Regions from separate parts of the Rattus norvegicus genome. Here region 2 is linked to region 1. A link is a contact called in public Hi-C data. All regions are on one chromosome and are shown on one strand. The core of a region is the stretch at or near the end of the contact, and the rest is flanking DNA. Distances in the headings are between cores, read along the strand shown. Region 1 overlaps Cep250 (centrosomal protein 250). Region 2 holds the start of Nfs1 (NFS1 cysteine desulfurase).

What was found. A called contact is a pair of places that touch in the nucleus more often than the background predicts.
Region 2: a Hi-C map of kidney shows a contact between it and region 1, with 3 times the contacts expected there. The contact joins the promoter of Nfs1 here to the enhancer-like site in region 1. A contact is called at or near these places in 2 of 12 Hi-C or Micro-C datasets (frontal cortex and kidney).

The regions. Positions count from the first base shown.
Region 1 is chr3:164,946,839-164,954,650 of GRCr8, reverse strand. Cep250 (centrosomal protein 250) reads right to left here. Exons shown (of 33, transcript NM_001427194.1): 12 at 7,665-7,812; 13 at 5,282-5,426; 14 at 4,190-4,336; 15 at 3,238-3,468; 16 at 1,862-2,055; 17 at 1,539-1,666; 18 at 1,178-1,347. Among named protein-coding and RNA genes, the nearest start is that of Cep250, 19 kb to the right of the region's middle. Within about 2 kb of position 4,015, at least 3 of the 93 cell types and tissues checked have an H3K27ac peak or open chromatin away from gene starts, as enhancers often do. A contact at or near this core is called in kidney, where this site is marked.
Region 2 is chr3:165,116,836-165,124,647 of GRCr8, reverse strand. Nfs1 (NFS1 cysteine desulfurase) reads left to right here and starts at 4,918. Exons shown (of 13, transcript NM_053462.2): 1 at 4,918-5,053; 2 at 5,595-5,686. The coding sequence starts at 4,933. Romo1 (reactive oxygen species modulator 1) reads right to left here and starts at 4,854. Exons shown (of 3, transcript NM_001195490.1): 1 at 4,793-4,854; 2 at 4,483-4,613; 3 at 3,254-3,464. The coding sequence starts at 4,613. The coding sequence ends at 3,356. Rbm39 (RNA binding motif protein 39) reads left to right here. Exons shown (of 17, transcript NM_001013207.2): 16 at 449-527; 17 at 620-1,559. The coding sequence ends at 720.

The DNA of each region.
Region 1 (7,812 bases), core at 2,766-5,265:
GGACCGAACCCAGGGCCTTGCGCTTCCTAGGTAAGCGCTCTACCACTGAATTAAATCCCCAGCCCCATACTGCTCTTTTCTAACTTTCTTAAATTAAATAAATGTTTAGAGAGGGTCTCATTATGTAATCCTGGAACTCATTAAGTAGATCAGGTTGGCACTGAACTCATAGACATCCATCTGCCTCGGCTTATGAAGTGTCAGAATTAAAAGTGTGCACTGCCACTACACCCAGTTAGAAAAGGGTTTTACAGGATGTGTGCTGTGTTCTCTGGTGCCTGATTCTGCCTTATTCAGAGTGACACTGATAGGAAGCACTTGTCCATGTAAACACCATGGGACTCCTTAGGAGTGTAACTACTGTAGTTCCTCAGGTCCCAAAAGCATAACAGTAAATCTACATGTGTATAAAATTAAAATAAAAACAAGAAACTTAACTAAGTAATTAGAAGGCAGAAGAAACAATTCTTTTTTTTTTTCCACCAGACAGTTCCAGTCCTGGCTGTCCTGGAACTTGCTCTGCTCTATAGACTAAGCTGGCCTCAAAGTCACAGAGATCTACCTGACTCTGCCTCCTGAGTGCTGGGATTAAAAGCCATGTGCTGGGCTGGAGAGATGGCTCAGCGGTTAAGAGCACTACTCTTCCAAAGGTCCTGAGTTCAATTCCCAGCAACCACATGGTGGCTCACATGGTGGTAAAGAGATCTGATGCCCCCTTCTGGTGTCTCTGAAGACAGCTACAGTGTATTTATATATAATAAATGAATAAATCTTAAAAAAAAAAAAAAAAAGGCATGTGCTACCATGCCTGGGAGTCTCCTAGCTTTTGGGAAATGGTATTCCTTTGTAACACAGGTAGCCTTGAACTCACAAGTCTACTGCCTCCTAAATGCTCAGACTATGACTGTGCTCTGCCAGGTCTGCTCCTAGGCTCCATACTTAATTCTTCAGACACACAAGCAAGCAAGCAAGCAAGCAAGCAAGCAAGCAAGCAAGCAAGCAAGCAGCACACACACACACACACACACACACACACACACACACACACACACACACACACACACACACACTCATTCTTCTAAGCAGCAATCACTGGAACAAGAGGCAGCAGGTGGCAGACTCACTGAACGGTGGCCATGTCTGCCTCTCCTAGTCCCCAACCACATCCACCACCTACCCATTTCTCTTGGAGCCTGTTCACCTCCTCCTCGTGGGCCACCTTCTGTCGCTCCAGAGCTGCTTGCCCCTCTTGCTCAGCTTGGGCTAGCTGCCTGGCGACTGCATCCCGCTCCTGCTCTGCATGGCTCCGCTCAGTATCCAATTCCAGCTTCAGGCATTTCACTTCTCCTAAGATACCGGGCGAGACCACCTCTGAGCTTCTGTCCACGCTGTCTAGCTAATAATCTCCCTGCCCACCCATCTCATGAGCAGTTTCCACCTTGGAGGCCTGAGTCTGGCTGCAGAAAGCTTCCCTTTGCTTTCTGGGCTGTTACCCTCTCCCTGGAACGCAGTGTGCCCCATCCCAGCCAGGCGCTCACCTTGAATTACTTCCTTGGCTTGAATAATAGTTTGAATCTGGACCTCCAGCTGACTCTTGGTGACCTGTATCACAGAATTTTGCTGTTGGGCCTCAAACAGATTGCCCTCCAGTTGCTCCTTGGCTGACCTATGAGATTTAGGAATCAGGAAGAGTTCTAACCCATCAAGCCCCTTACACTTTCTCAAGAGGGACTAGGTTGTAAGTACAGGTTACCCAGGGAAGTGGCATGTCTACAACTCATTTAGAACAGGGAGCTTAGCTTGGCTACTCTTGGCCTTGCAAAGCTCTCTGTGCTTGGTTGAACTAAAGTATGGACCGTACCTAAGCCCCAGAACTTGTTCGGCGAGGTCCTGTCGGTCCCGCTCCACAGCCTGCAGGCGAACCTCAAGAGCTGCCCTCTCCCGTACTAGGGCTTCCTTCTCCTGGCCTGCCCTGGCCAGTGCTTCTTCCTGCCTTTCTGCATCCTGATGCAGCTGCTGTAGCTGAGCTGTAGCTGCTTCTTGCTGGTGATGTGCCTGAGGGAGAGAAGCTGATGAGACGCAGAGTAAGGCAGAATCCCAGGAGTCTTACTCCAGAGCTGCTCCCAGCAAGTCAGGCCCAGGGGGTCTTCAGATCCCAAACTCAGCCCTGTGAGCTCCAGGCATTGCTGACTCACTGGCATTTATTTATTTATTTCCTTGATCAACTGAAAGTCCCCAGGCCAGAAAAGAAGCTCTCCTGTGGGCAAGACACTGTGCCGAGGCCAGCAGGACTCACATACATTTGACAAGAAAGTGACCAGCAGCCTGGGAAGGGACTCTAAGAGTGGCATACTCTAAGCATCAGGGCAGTGAGAGGCTTGGTAGGGAAAGGTACAACTGTCACGATTGATCCTCATTGTCAACTTCGTGACTAAGAATCACCGAGGAGACACACCTCTGTGTGTCTGTGAGGATGAACGAGAAAGGCAAGCCACCTGAGATGACGGCTCCTGAGCTGGAGTTAAAGATCACCAAACAGGGAAGAAAGCCCAGCGGGACCTCGATCCCCTTCCTCTGCCTCCTGGTGACTATGATGCAAGCAAGCAGTATCTCTGCTTCTTTCCTTATTGATTGGTTGGGTTTTTTTGTTGTTGTTTTGAGACAGTGTCTCTTGCTGCAAACTCTGGCCACCACAGACATCAGCCACCATGCTTCCCCCACTTTGACGGATCATATCCTCTCAAGCTGTGAGTCAAAAAAACATAGGTAGACCCCACCTCGAAAAGAAACAGAGAGACAGACAGTGTCCACAACACTGTATAGCTGTAGACGACAGCTGTAATCTCAGCACTCAGGAGGCAGAGGCAGGAGGAACACTGTAAGTTGAGGACAGCCTGGTCTACACAGTGAAGTCCAGGCCATATAGGGCTAGAGTTAGATTTTCTCTCAAATGACCAAAATAAGTAAGTAAATAATGCAAACTGATTTTTAATACATAGGCTGTTTTAAAATACAATTTTTTAATTTTTGTTATACAGACAAGTAATTATAGCATGAAAACTATACATGCTCGAACTCCATATGAAGTGAGAGCAGAGAATTCAGGAAACCCATTGAGGACTAGGATGTGAGGTCAGTGAAGGACTTCCATAGGAACTCCTTAAGATAACAGGAAGAATACTCATGCCACGTCCGAGTCCTTTCTGCTAACAAGTGACACTGGCAATGGCCTCTCACCTCATTTAACTTCTCTTTAAGTTCTTCCTTCTCTTCTCGGGCGCCCCTGAGTTCTGCCTGTAGCTCAGCGCCTGTCTCCTCTGCCTTCCGCAGCTGAGTCTCCAGGTGAGTCTTCTCTTCCCACAGGGCTTCCCTGCTCCTTTCGGCCTCTGCCAGGTCCACCTGCAAAGCACTTCTCAACTGCTCTGCGGCCTCCACTCTGCTGCACATAGACTGGTTCTCCTGCTCCAACTACTGGCCAGAAAGAGAAGGGAGTGCAGGGCATCAAAGGTCAATGGTTAAAATTCCCCTCTGCTTCTGACAGAAACCCACCTACGGGTGAATAGAAGAGAGGATCCACCCATTCAATCCGGTGTCTACATTCTAGGCACCAGCTGGCCCTGACGCTGGGACAGAGATAAAAAAGAAAGGCAAAATCTTGTTCTCAGAGAATTCAGAGTAATACCAGGTGGTAGGACTTGCTATAATCCCAGCCTTGGGAGGTGATGGAGGATCAGGGGACAGTCTTGGCAGCATGAGACACTGTCTCAAAACAACAACAACAAAAAACCAACCAATCAATAAGGAAACAGAAACATTTCTGGATCTCAGGAGAAGTTTTCTCTACTGAAATGACAGGTGAAATATCTAACCAATGGTGATGGTTTGGGGGTAATTTGGGCTATTCAGTACATGTGCCTCACCCAATAGCACGAAATACTTAGTCTCCCTTCCTGGGACATGGTCTGACCCTATCCTGGTAATTTATCCAATGCTTAAAGGTTGCTGCAGGTGGGGCGGGGCCGGGGGTTGGGGTAGGGCCATTATAGTGCTAAAGTCTAATCCTTTGCTCACCTCTGCACTGCAAACTTCTCTTGCTCATTTCAGCTACAACTGGAGGCTGACCTGCCTTCGACTAACCCACTGAGGACTGTCCCACCAGCCCTGGCCTGGGAATCACACCTTTGCTCACCTGGAGAAGCTGCTGGTTCAGCGCAACTTTATCTAAAGCCAAGGCCTCATTTAAGGCCCCAAGCTTGACAGCGGCAGCTCGGAGATCAGCTACCTCTGCCTTCAGGCTGTTCTCCGAACTCGATAGCTCCACAATGGACTGTTCTGCCTAAAAACAAGAGGGTGAAGTGTTTCCTGCTTCGAGTTTCCTTGGAAGAGTAAACCAAACACACTCTCAATACCCACTTTTTTAATGGTAAGCTATCACTCCATTTCCTCCCTTGCATTCTAAAACACGTTTTTCATTCATTTATTTATTCATTCATGAAACAGGTGGCTACAGCATAAAACACAGAAAGCCATGCAAACACCTACAGTTGTCATGATACTATAGAAATGGTAAGGCAACTGAGAACTCAAAGAGGGCATCAGTTCAGTTAGGGAGAGGAGCTGTTATGGAACACAGGCAGGGAGCTGGTTCTTGGGCCAAGGTGAAAGGGAGGTGTGTACAATGTATCAGTGTCAGGAAGGAGATAACTTGACCTCAGCTGATGCTCTGTGGCAAGAGCAAAGGACACCTGGAGTGAGGGTGGGCTTGGGAAGGCAGGCCACAAATGGTTTAAGGCAGATGCAAGAGGTGTTGAATGTGGTACTAGAGTTGACAAGCCATTAAAGTTTTCATATATTGATATGTTTTTTAAGATTTATATATTTATATCTTAAAATCGTGTGTATATGTGTGTATGTATCTTTGTCTATTTTCTCATGAATGAATGAATAAATGTACAAATATGCGTGCAGTGCCTACGAACTCCAGAACAGGATGTCAGATTCCCCTGGAGTTACAGGCAGTTGTGAGTCACCTGGTGTGGGTGCTGGGAAATGGCCTCAGAGTCTCTGCAAGAGCAGTCAGTGCACTCTTCACTACGGAGCCATCTCCAGCCGCACTGGATGGTTTTAAGAGACTAACAACCAGATTTATACTTGAAAAAACAAACTGAATTTCAATGCAGAGGGTGTGGCATGTTGGGAGGGAGAGGACCCAGAAGCAGACTAGTGATTCCAGCCCCTTTTCTAGGAACACAACTTTCCAGCGAGTGAGGTGGCCACGTACCCTGGCCAAGGCTGCAGCCACTTCCTCTTGCTCCTGCTTCAGTAACTCTCCTGCTAGGCGACTTGATTCCAGGGCTTCTCGAAGGGCGATCAGCTCACTTAGTGATTCTGACTGCTTGGCTTCCAGGCCCACCAGTGTCTCCTGACTAAGAAGGGAAGCACAGGGAGCTGGGGAAGTGTTTGGGACTGGCCACAAACCAACTGGAGGCAAGAATATACTTACTTTCTCTATGCACAACAACAAACCAAACAAACACTCGGAATAGGAATGCTCTCCCAGGCAAGTGACAAGGAAAAGTGTACAAAGTGTGCCCGTGGCCCACGGTTCACACAGAGTGAGAGAAAGTGGCACATTAACATGGGGCGGACTGGAAAGATACACGAGAAATTAACTGAAACAGTTACCCACAGAAGAAAAGAGGGTGGGAAGAGAAAGCACAGATGTGGGGAGACTTCCCTGTGTGCATCTCTTTAAATAGGTGGGGGTTGTTGTTGTGTGTTTTGTTGATTGAAACAGGTCTTGCTCTACAGCCCAAGCCGGCTGTGAATTCAGCAATCTTCTTGCCTCTGTCTCCCAAGTGCTAGGATTGCAGGTATGAACCAACATACCCTGGTATCTTTTAAACAGATTGGCTTTTGACTTGCCTAAATCTATTATTGAGTTAAACAGATTAATGGGGTTTTGTTTGTTTGTTTGTTTGGTGTATTTTTTTGAGACAGTGTTTCTCTGTGTTACCTTGGCTGTCCTGGAACTCACTCTGTAGATCTGCCTGCCTCTGGAGATTAGAATTTTTTTTTAAAGATTTGTTTGTTTTATTTATATGTTAGTACACTGTAGTTCTCTTCAGACACTTCAGAAGAGAGCATCACACTACAGATGGTTGTGAGCCACCATGTGGTTGCTGGGAATTGAACTCAGGACCTCTGGAAGAACAGTCAGTGCTCTTAACCGCTGAGCCATCATCTCTCCAGCCCTGGAGATTAAAATTTAAACACACATGTATGTGTGTGGACTGTCTGTCCTTCCTCACAGGGCATGGTCCTAGCCTTTGGCAGGTTTTCAGGATTCCTCAAGCTTCCACCATTTACAAGGTGCAAGGAAGGAGGCACAGAGGAAGGGAATAGGCCAAGGGGAAAACCTGCTACCAGGCTCTCTGCTAGCACTAGAGTGAGCTCAAGCTGGGCAGTCATGGTGCACACCTTCCACCCCAGCACTTAGAATCCCAGCTGGTGGTCTCTGAATTTAAGGCCAGCCTGGTCTACAGAGTGAGTTCCAGGATAGCCAAGGCTACACAGAGAAACTATCTCAAGAAAAAGAAGGGGGAGGGGCAGGATTTAAGGCTAACCTGGGCTACATAGTGAGACCCTTCTCAAACAAACAAGCAAAAAACTTATATTTGTGTCGGGGGAGGGAACCACAATGTGCATGGAGAGGTCAGAGGACAACCCATGGGCATCAGAAGAGTGACTCACATTGAGCCATCATGACAGCCCTGTGCTAGTATTTTATGAAGTACTGCCCCATGTTTTCAATAATTCTTCAAATATCATCTCAAATTTGCCAAGAGACTTACCTCCTGGTGGCAAAGTCAAAATCTACAGCAACCCTCTACAGTCCCTTTCCTTTCTGCAGCGTTACCTAGTGGAATTACAGACTAGTTACTGCCGGCACTGACCCTGGTTTCCCTCTTGACTAGTGGGTCACTTCGCAGTGGTCTTTTCTTCACAGCCAGCGAACTCTAAACTCAGAACTCCTACCTCCTTTTCTTTGCTATTCTGTCCCCATGGTCCCTTTTCCTATAAATTAAAATAGATCAACGCCCCACTCAAAACCAAACCAAACCGTCCTCTATAAAAGTGCCCCTATTTTCAGTAACTATTGCTCCTATGCTTGCGAGACACCGAGTTCGCACTCTAGTGCGGACATCCTTCTTTTAGCTTCCTGTCACAGCATTTGCTTGTCTGACTTTTCACTAGATCTCAAGCTCCTTGACACCACAGTTGGTATCTTACTCATTTTTGTGGCCTTCCCAGTCCCTCATCCCCACAGGGACTCGAGAATGCCTAGATCCCTTTGGGGCCACATACTACATATTCTGCATATTAATACTTATATACAATTCATAACAGTAGCAAAATTTCAGTAATGAAGTAGCAATGAAATAATTTTGTGGTTGGGGTGGCTGTAACATGAGGAACTTATTAAAGGGTCAGCATTAGGAAGATTGAGAACCACCAGGCGACATGAATGTACTGAACTCATCTTTCTACAGAGGAGGAAGCAGTGAGCTAACGTGACCCCACCATGTGTAGGCTTTAGGATCTCTATTTCCTAAGAGTGGGGAAAGCCAGGCCCTGGTGAGGAGATGTCTGGTCACACTCACAGGCGCTCCCTCTCACGGACAGCCAAGTGCAGCTCCTCCTGCTGCTCCAGCTTCTCCCCTTGAGCAGAGTCCCCCTGCAGCTGCAGCTCCACATTCACTCTTCGCAGTCGCCATGCCTCCTGTTCCAGCACCTCTAGTTGCTGCTGCA
Region 2 (7,812 bases), core at 3,669-6,168, 170 kb before region 1:
CCCTTTATTGAAGTTAGCTCTTTTCTGACTCCTCTCCCCATGTTCTGGGATTTATTATAGTCCTGTACCACTGTGCTTGTTTAGTGGTTATTTCCTGAAAGGAACTTCAGTGTGCTAGCTAAATGCACACTCCAAAAAACAGGCAAGTTCAAAATAAAGAAAATTTCATGAGAGAAGTGTTAATTGATCAGTTAATTTGCATCATGTACCCCGGAACTCTTTACACAGCTTCTTTACTCTTTATATAGAAATAAGGGAGGGTGGTAATAGGGCAATAAGATCAATGAGAAATAAAAATACTTTAGTTTTCAAAAACATTTGAGGTAATGACCACATAAGCTATTAGAACAAACTAGAAAGGACTATGTTTCTGTCACCATGTTGGTTGTACTGTTGAGAGCATGTGTTGAGTGGTTGTTTTAATAATTTTTTCTCTTGATCCTTTTAGGGCAATGTGTATGTGAAGTGCCCATCGATTGCTGCGGCTATTGCTGCTGTCAATGCGTTGCATGGCAGGTGGTTTGCTGGTGAGTAACGGCTGTGAAGACTTTATGTTGAAACACTAAGTGATTATTAACATTGAGTAAACACAGCTTAACAAACTTTTTTCTCTCAACAGGTAAAATGATAACAGCAGCGTATGTACCTCTTCCAACATACCACAACCTCTTTCCTGATTCCATGACAGCAACACAACTACTGGTTCCAAGTAGACGATGAAGGAGATGCAGTCCCTGATGTATATAGCTTTTTTTTCTCTTGAGAATTCATCTTGAGTTATCTTTTATTTAGATAAAAAATAAAGAGGCAAGGGTCTACTGTCATTTGTATACAACTCCTGTTATCTGGAAAAATAAAAATGTTAACAGGAATGCAGTGTGCTCATTCTCCCTAACTAGCAAATCCTACTTTATGCAAAACTGTTCTCTTGTTCTGCTGTTTTAAATGTCCATGTAGAAAATTACATTAAGGATCTATAGAATAGCTCTAGGGGAACAAATGTGCTTTCTGTACAAAGGCAGACAGGTAATGTTTTAATGTTTCAGAAACTTAACTTTTTACACAGCAGTTACATTTCACATTCATGTATTCGGCTCATGGTTCAGCAAAGGTTTCCAGAATACACTTTTGGAGTGTGAAAAGTCTAAGTTGCTAAATGGCTGCTTAGCATTTGACCTTGACCATTTGGAAAGTGGGGGATTTCAAAATATTTCTTGATGGTAAATTTTTCAATTACTGTATCTGTAAAAGTTTCTTTGTAAATACTATGTGTTTTAGTGTGTCTTAAGATTCCAAACAAAATGATCCCTGCATTTCCTCAAGGTGGTTGATGTAACAGATTGAGTAAAACAGTCTTGGGCAAGAGATAGGAAATGTGGAAATAGGTTTTGTCTGGTTGCATATAATCTTTGCTCTTTTTAAGCTCTGTGAGCTCTGAAATATATTTTTGGGTTACTTCAGTGTGTTTGACAAGACAGCTTGATATTTCTATCAAACAAATGACTTTCATATTGCAACAATCTTTGTAAGAACCACTCAAATAAAATTCTCTGAAAAAGGCCGCAAGAAGATTTTCGTTTTTCAAATGTTTACATGTTACAATCTTAAGCATAGGCTATCATGATATCCCTTTTTTGTTTCTTCTAATTTTCAAATTAGTGTCTTAGCACTATGTAAATCAAATTTATTACCAAAGTATGTGGGGTGCTAGGAAAGGGTAGGTATATGTGCCATACATAGAATAAGGTTACTTCATTTTTTCTTTTGTAGTAGGGAATATTTTTTATGCCAAAGTCCCATCCAGTGTTTGTTGTCTACCACTGCTATCAGGCTTGTCTTCCATTGAATAAAACATGTTTGTCATTCTTTAGCACAGTAGTTCTTGCTATTTAAGTTGTAAGGAAGAAATGTTTTACAAAAGAATTGACTTCTGCCTGATCAAAAAACATCTCATGTTTCTGGGCAGCCCTGAGCTGTTTCCCACACTGGCTTTTGTGTGACCTTTGATCTGTGTCTTAGCACTACCATCCATGATTGGCTGAAAACATCACCACAAACTACTCCCGCCCCTCATTTACTCCACTCCACCAAATGTTGGAATAGTCTTGTTACCCTTTTTTTTTTTTTGACACTGGGCCTCCCTTTAGTCTTGACCTTTCTTTTTTTTTTTTTTTTTAAGATTTATTCATTTATTATATGTAAGTACACTATAGCTGTCTTCAGACACACCAGAAGAGGGCATCAGATCCCATTACAGATGGTTGTGAGCCACCATGTGGTTGCTGGGAATTGAACTCAGGCCCTCTGGAAGAGCAGTCGGGTGCTCTTAACCGCTGAGCCATCTCTCCGGCCCTAGTCTTGACCTTTCTAAAGCTTGTTACAGACCAGGATGTCCTCAAACTCAGAGCTCCTGCTGCTGCTGACTTATCCTATGCTTTAAAAAATCATTTTAATGCTTTATCTTTGGTTGTTCTACAGCCCTCTAGAAGTAGGTGTAAGGATGGTTGTGAAACAAAAAGTAGGTCATAGGAATTGAAGCCAGGGACTGCCCCTGCCTTTTTCTCAACCAATTAGCATAATATACATTCTAATAGCTACCTAACCTTTTCCAGCAGATCAGTTGAGTCAACCATAGAAGGATGTATAGGAACAAGGAAACTTAAGTTTGGCTTAATTGGGTATCTAAAGTTTGCCAAACAACACATTTTGTCTCCTAAGTGAGATCAAGGAAAAAAGTTGTTTCTTCAATACCAAGTTCAGGAAAGCTATTATTTATTGGCTAATTATGGGCAAATAAATTTCAGAACATGTTAAAGAGTAATCAGGAAAACTAACCAAGACCAATCAGGTTATCCTGTCAGAATTTTGTTAGCAACCTACATAATTAAAATGTTCAGTGTTGAGACTGATGAGTTTATCTGAGATGTCTCTGAACTAGACAATCTCATACACAATTTTCTACTGTTAGAGACCAAAGCAACTAATTTTTATGATTGTTATGCCGAACCAGGATTTTTTGAACAGATTTAACAATGTTTCTCCATCTTCAGAGTGCTTGGACAAATGTCCAAGCCTGGGTAGAGATTTAAGTATGAGTTGTATGCTTCCGTGTATTAGGGGTCTGAGATGTAGAGTTACGTGCACCATGTGTCTGCAGAGGACTTAAGAGTGCATTGATCATAGGAATGTTGGGTCACTATTGAGGTGGATATTGGGACTACAAAACCTCTAGGTCTAGGAAATACACTAGGTCTTTGAAGTCAAATTAGACTGATAACAAGAAGAAAAAAACTTTATTGTACAAGGTTCGAAATGGATGAGGAAGTTTGGGTGTAGCAGGGCATCCGTGCCCTAATTAGCATCGTATGCCCATTCCGATGGCCATGAAAGTGCCAAAGGTACCGCCACTCTGCATCATGGTTTTCCCAATGCCGCCCATCAGCTCCCGACCCCGCATTCCGATCCTGAAGAGGAAAGCAAGAAGGGGCCATTTGGGAATTCAAATACAGGAATACAGATTTGAAGTACCCCCTTTAAGCAGTAACAACTTGACAATCTTGTTTCATTTGTCATTCTTAAAATGTTTCCCCACGTAGGAAAGCGATGACAAGGAACTTATCCAGGGTCTCTAGGACGTGTACTGAATGCTGCATTGTAGATTGTAGACTACAGAGATTAAGGATGAAATCCATGGGTAGGAAAAGCAGTCATGTTTTTGCCTCTATGCTATACATTATCCAGTAGCCATTTTTCTTCTAGATGATTGCTTAGGGTTTGATTTTCTTTTGTTTAATCTAGGTTAGATTAAAAGTCAATCTCTGCAATTTATAAACTGCACAAAGTATAAAAGGGACATCATTACTTTTACAAACTCAGTAACTACATTTTTCAATTTTTTTCAATTTTTTTTTTTTTTTTTTTTTTTGGATACAGGGTTTTTCTGTCTAATTAATATCTCTGGCTGTCTTGAAACTCACTTTCTATACCAGGCTCTGCCTCTCCGACCAGAGTGCTGAATTTAAGGTGCTCATCACTACTGCTCGGCGGTTAACTACAGTACTTAGCACTACAATTTAGTTCGTGCTAGATAAATAGTAATTTATAAGTTCGGTATCCAGATGTGGCGATGACCATTACAATAGCACTTTAGAACATTTGACGACACCTAATTCTCAGTATAACAAAACGCTTCATCAAGTTTGCTTCACTGTATGTAGTTGGGAGTTAAAATGTCAGGCAACAATAATAACCCTTCGCTAAGTAATTACGATGTGTCATATAACATGTAAAACATACTAATATGATTGATTCTTACAAAAGTACAAGTGGTCAGTTAAGTAAATTCAGCCTCTAACTTGCCTAATGACCCTGAACTACAAAAGAGTCAGAAAGCCATTTTGACATTAAATACTGTGCTTTCAACCTATTCTAAGTGGGCTCCGGAGTCCTAGGAAGCCAGGAAGTTACGTCCGCGCGGCTCACCTGAGACAGGAGAAGGTGCCGAACAGGGCCCCGGCCGCCATACCCACGGCGCAACCCATGACAAAGCCCATCTTCACGCGGTCGAAGCAGCTGGGCTGGGACTGCCCGTAGGGACCCACAGCCACCGGCATCTAGGGTGAGAGGGCTCGGATAGTGAGGGCCTAGCCGCCAGCCGTGGCGTCGGCCAGGGACGCACAGCAGGGTTCCGTAGATTCCGGGACAGAAGCCACCCGCAGCACCCCTCCACCACCCTCCTCGCGACAGAGGACACCGCACGCGCGACGCAGGGCACCAAAGGGCCCCACCTCACCTCGTTCTCTGCCGCGGTCGCTCAGCTCGACGTCTCACACCGAAAGCTAGGCGGAGGGCGCTCGCGGCCCGCCGTATCGTTTCCGGAGCGCGGCGCAATTACTTCCGGGAGCATGGGCTGAAGACTTGCAAGCGACGCAGATGGTGGGCTCTGTTGCTGGGAACATGCTGCTGCGAGCCGCTTGGAGGCGAGCGTCGTTGGCGGCTACCTCTGTGGCCCTGCGAAGGTCCTCGGTGCCCACCCGGGGACTGCGCCTGCGCGGTACGTTCCCTTTCCTTTTTTTTTTTTGCTCCTACTTTTTCTGGAGGAGTGAACCTTTTGGGTCGGTGCTGCTAAGCTCTGCATTGTTGCGGAGCCTACCCGCCGTGTTCCATCACCCAAACCTTCCCGTCGCCTGGTCTCATAGTTTTTCAGAATGGCCCTTACATCCTGCCCCGCACATCCCTTGAGCCGGAGTCTCATCCTTCAGACCTCTCCTGGCCAAGTCTTAAAAGATACTAGTCGAGCCTCTTTCAGCCGCTAACCATTGCGCTTTTCACTTTTCTTCTAAACGGTTTTGCTTTTTACAGCTCATCCCACTCTGTGCTATATAGTTTGAACATTGCTCCCTACTGCTGCCAGCGCCCCTTCCGAGAACCCTGTGTCTATTAATTAACTCGATGTCTTTTAATGTGTGTTGTTGTTTACTTTGACACTGGACATTGGCCTTCCTTAAATTCACCTCTAAGAAGCTTTGACCATCTGTTGTCTTGCGTGCCCTTCGTCCACGGTTTCTCACTTTGCTACTGCACTCTGTTGTCAGTTGTAGATCATGCCCCCCATTCGGCTGTTCCCTCCGAGGCAGAGGCAGTGCTGCGACCTCTCTATATGGACGTGCAGGCTACAACTCCTCTGGTAAGGATTAACAAGGGTCCTTTGTAGGGAGGAAAGGTTAGAAGGTCAAATTTCACCGAAAGACGAAATTTCTGTAGACTTGAGAACCTTTATATGTGCTAGAAAAAGGAGCTGCCAGGAGTCAGGAGGCTTAGATGATAGTTTAATAGAAAAGGCTGTACTGCGTTTTAGCTACTGACCTTGTTAGATCCTTCCAGGGCAGGCATTATAATTAATAGTAAACGTTCAGGAACTGGACATTGTGGCATGGAGAGTTTGAGTGAGCTTAACACCGTCCTGCGCTATATAGGGAGTTTCAAATCTTTGTTGTTGTTGTTTTTTTGCTTTGGTTTGGTTTTAATTTTATGTATGTGTATAGCTGTCTTCCAACACAGTAGAGGAAGACATTGGATTCTGTCACAGAGGGTTGTGAGCCACCATGTGGTTGCTGGGGATTGAACTCAGGACCTCTGGAAGAGCAGTCAGTGCTCTTTAACTGCTGAATCATCTCTCCAGTTCCCTCAAACCTGTGATTAAAGAAAATAAAATGCCAAGGGCTGGAGAGATGGCTCAGTGATTAAGAACATGGACTGCCCTTCCAGATGTCCTGGAATTCCCAGCAACCACAGAGTGGTTCACAACCATCTGTAATGAGATCTGATGCCCTCTTCTGGTGTGTCTGAAGACAGCTACAGTGTACTTATGATAAATAAATAAATAAGCAAGCAAGCCAAAAACAAACAAACATGGAATGTGGAATTACCAGGACTACCATGTAGTAACTTCGTGAATTTGGTAAAGTGTTAAATGAGCGGGAAGAAATAGAAGTCCTGCATTTGATAAACATTCAATAATAATAGTTATTGGGGCTGGATATGTGGCTCAATTGATAGAGAACTTGCCTGGCATGTAGGAAGCCTTGAGCTCAATTCACAGCGCCACACAAAACTGAACTCCTGTAATTCCAATACTTCTTGGAGGCAGGAAGATAGGAATCTTAAGGTCATCCTTGGCTACTTCATCAGCTTAAGGCCTTCTAGGGATACTAGACCCTTTTTATTTATTCATTTACTTTTTTTTTTTTCCGGAGCTGGGGATCGAACCCAGGGCCTTGCGCCTGCTAGGCAAGCGCTCTACCGCTGAGCTAAATCCCCAACCCTATTCATTTACTTTTATCTGCCAAGTGTTTGTTTTTGAATGTTTGTCTCTGCACAACATTAGTGCATTGCCTGGGGAGCCAGAAGCTGGAGTTAAGTAGCCTCTTCTGAGCTGCTTTGTGAGTGCTAGAAATGGAAGCTCCGTCCTCCTGAAGAACAGTTACTGCTCTTAACCTCTGAGCTATATCTCTTCAATCCAAGACCCATTTTAAAAAAAAAACCAGAAACCTGGGCCTGGAGAGATGGCTTAGTGGTTAAGAACACTGACTGTTCATCCAAAGGACCCAGGTTCAATTCCCAGCACCCACATGTCAGCTCACAGTGTTTCCACACTGCAAAGTCACAACTCTCTGTACATGTTTTTTTGTGGCAGCAATGGAAACACCTGTAAAAATGGGTATAAGAGGGCTGGAGAGATGGCTCAGCGGTTAAGAGCACCCAACTGCTCTTCCAGAGGTCCTGAGTTCAATTCCCAGCAACCACATGGTGGCTCACAACCATCTGTAAAGAGATCCGATGCCCTCTTCTGGTGTATCTGAAGACAGCTACAGTGTACTTATATATAATAAATAAATAAATCTTTAAAAAAAAATGGGTATAAGAAGAAGACTGTGAGGAATACAAATACAGACTGCCGAGCCCTGGCCCAGCATTCACAAAGTCTTTGGTTGGATCCCCTAGCACTGCATAAAGCCAGGCATGGCGCCGTATAACTCTAATCCCACATGACTCTAAAGAATTAGGGAGGTAGAGGCAGGAGGATTGGATCAGAAGTTTAAGATCATCATTAATAGTAAGTTTGAGGGTATCTTAAAATAGAGAACTCTAAAAACTAAGAAAAGGACAAGAGAGTCTTGCTGGCAGGGGGATTATTTGATTGGTTTATTTTTTGGGCACAGTGGGGGGTGTTTTGAGACCCAGTCTCAACACCTGTCGCCCTGTTTGTCCTGGAACAACCTCTGTAGACCGGGCCTCCAACTCTGAGCTCTG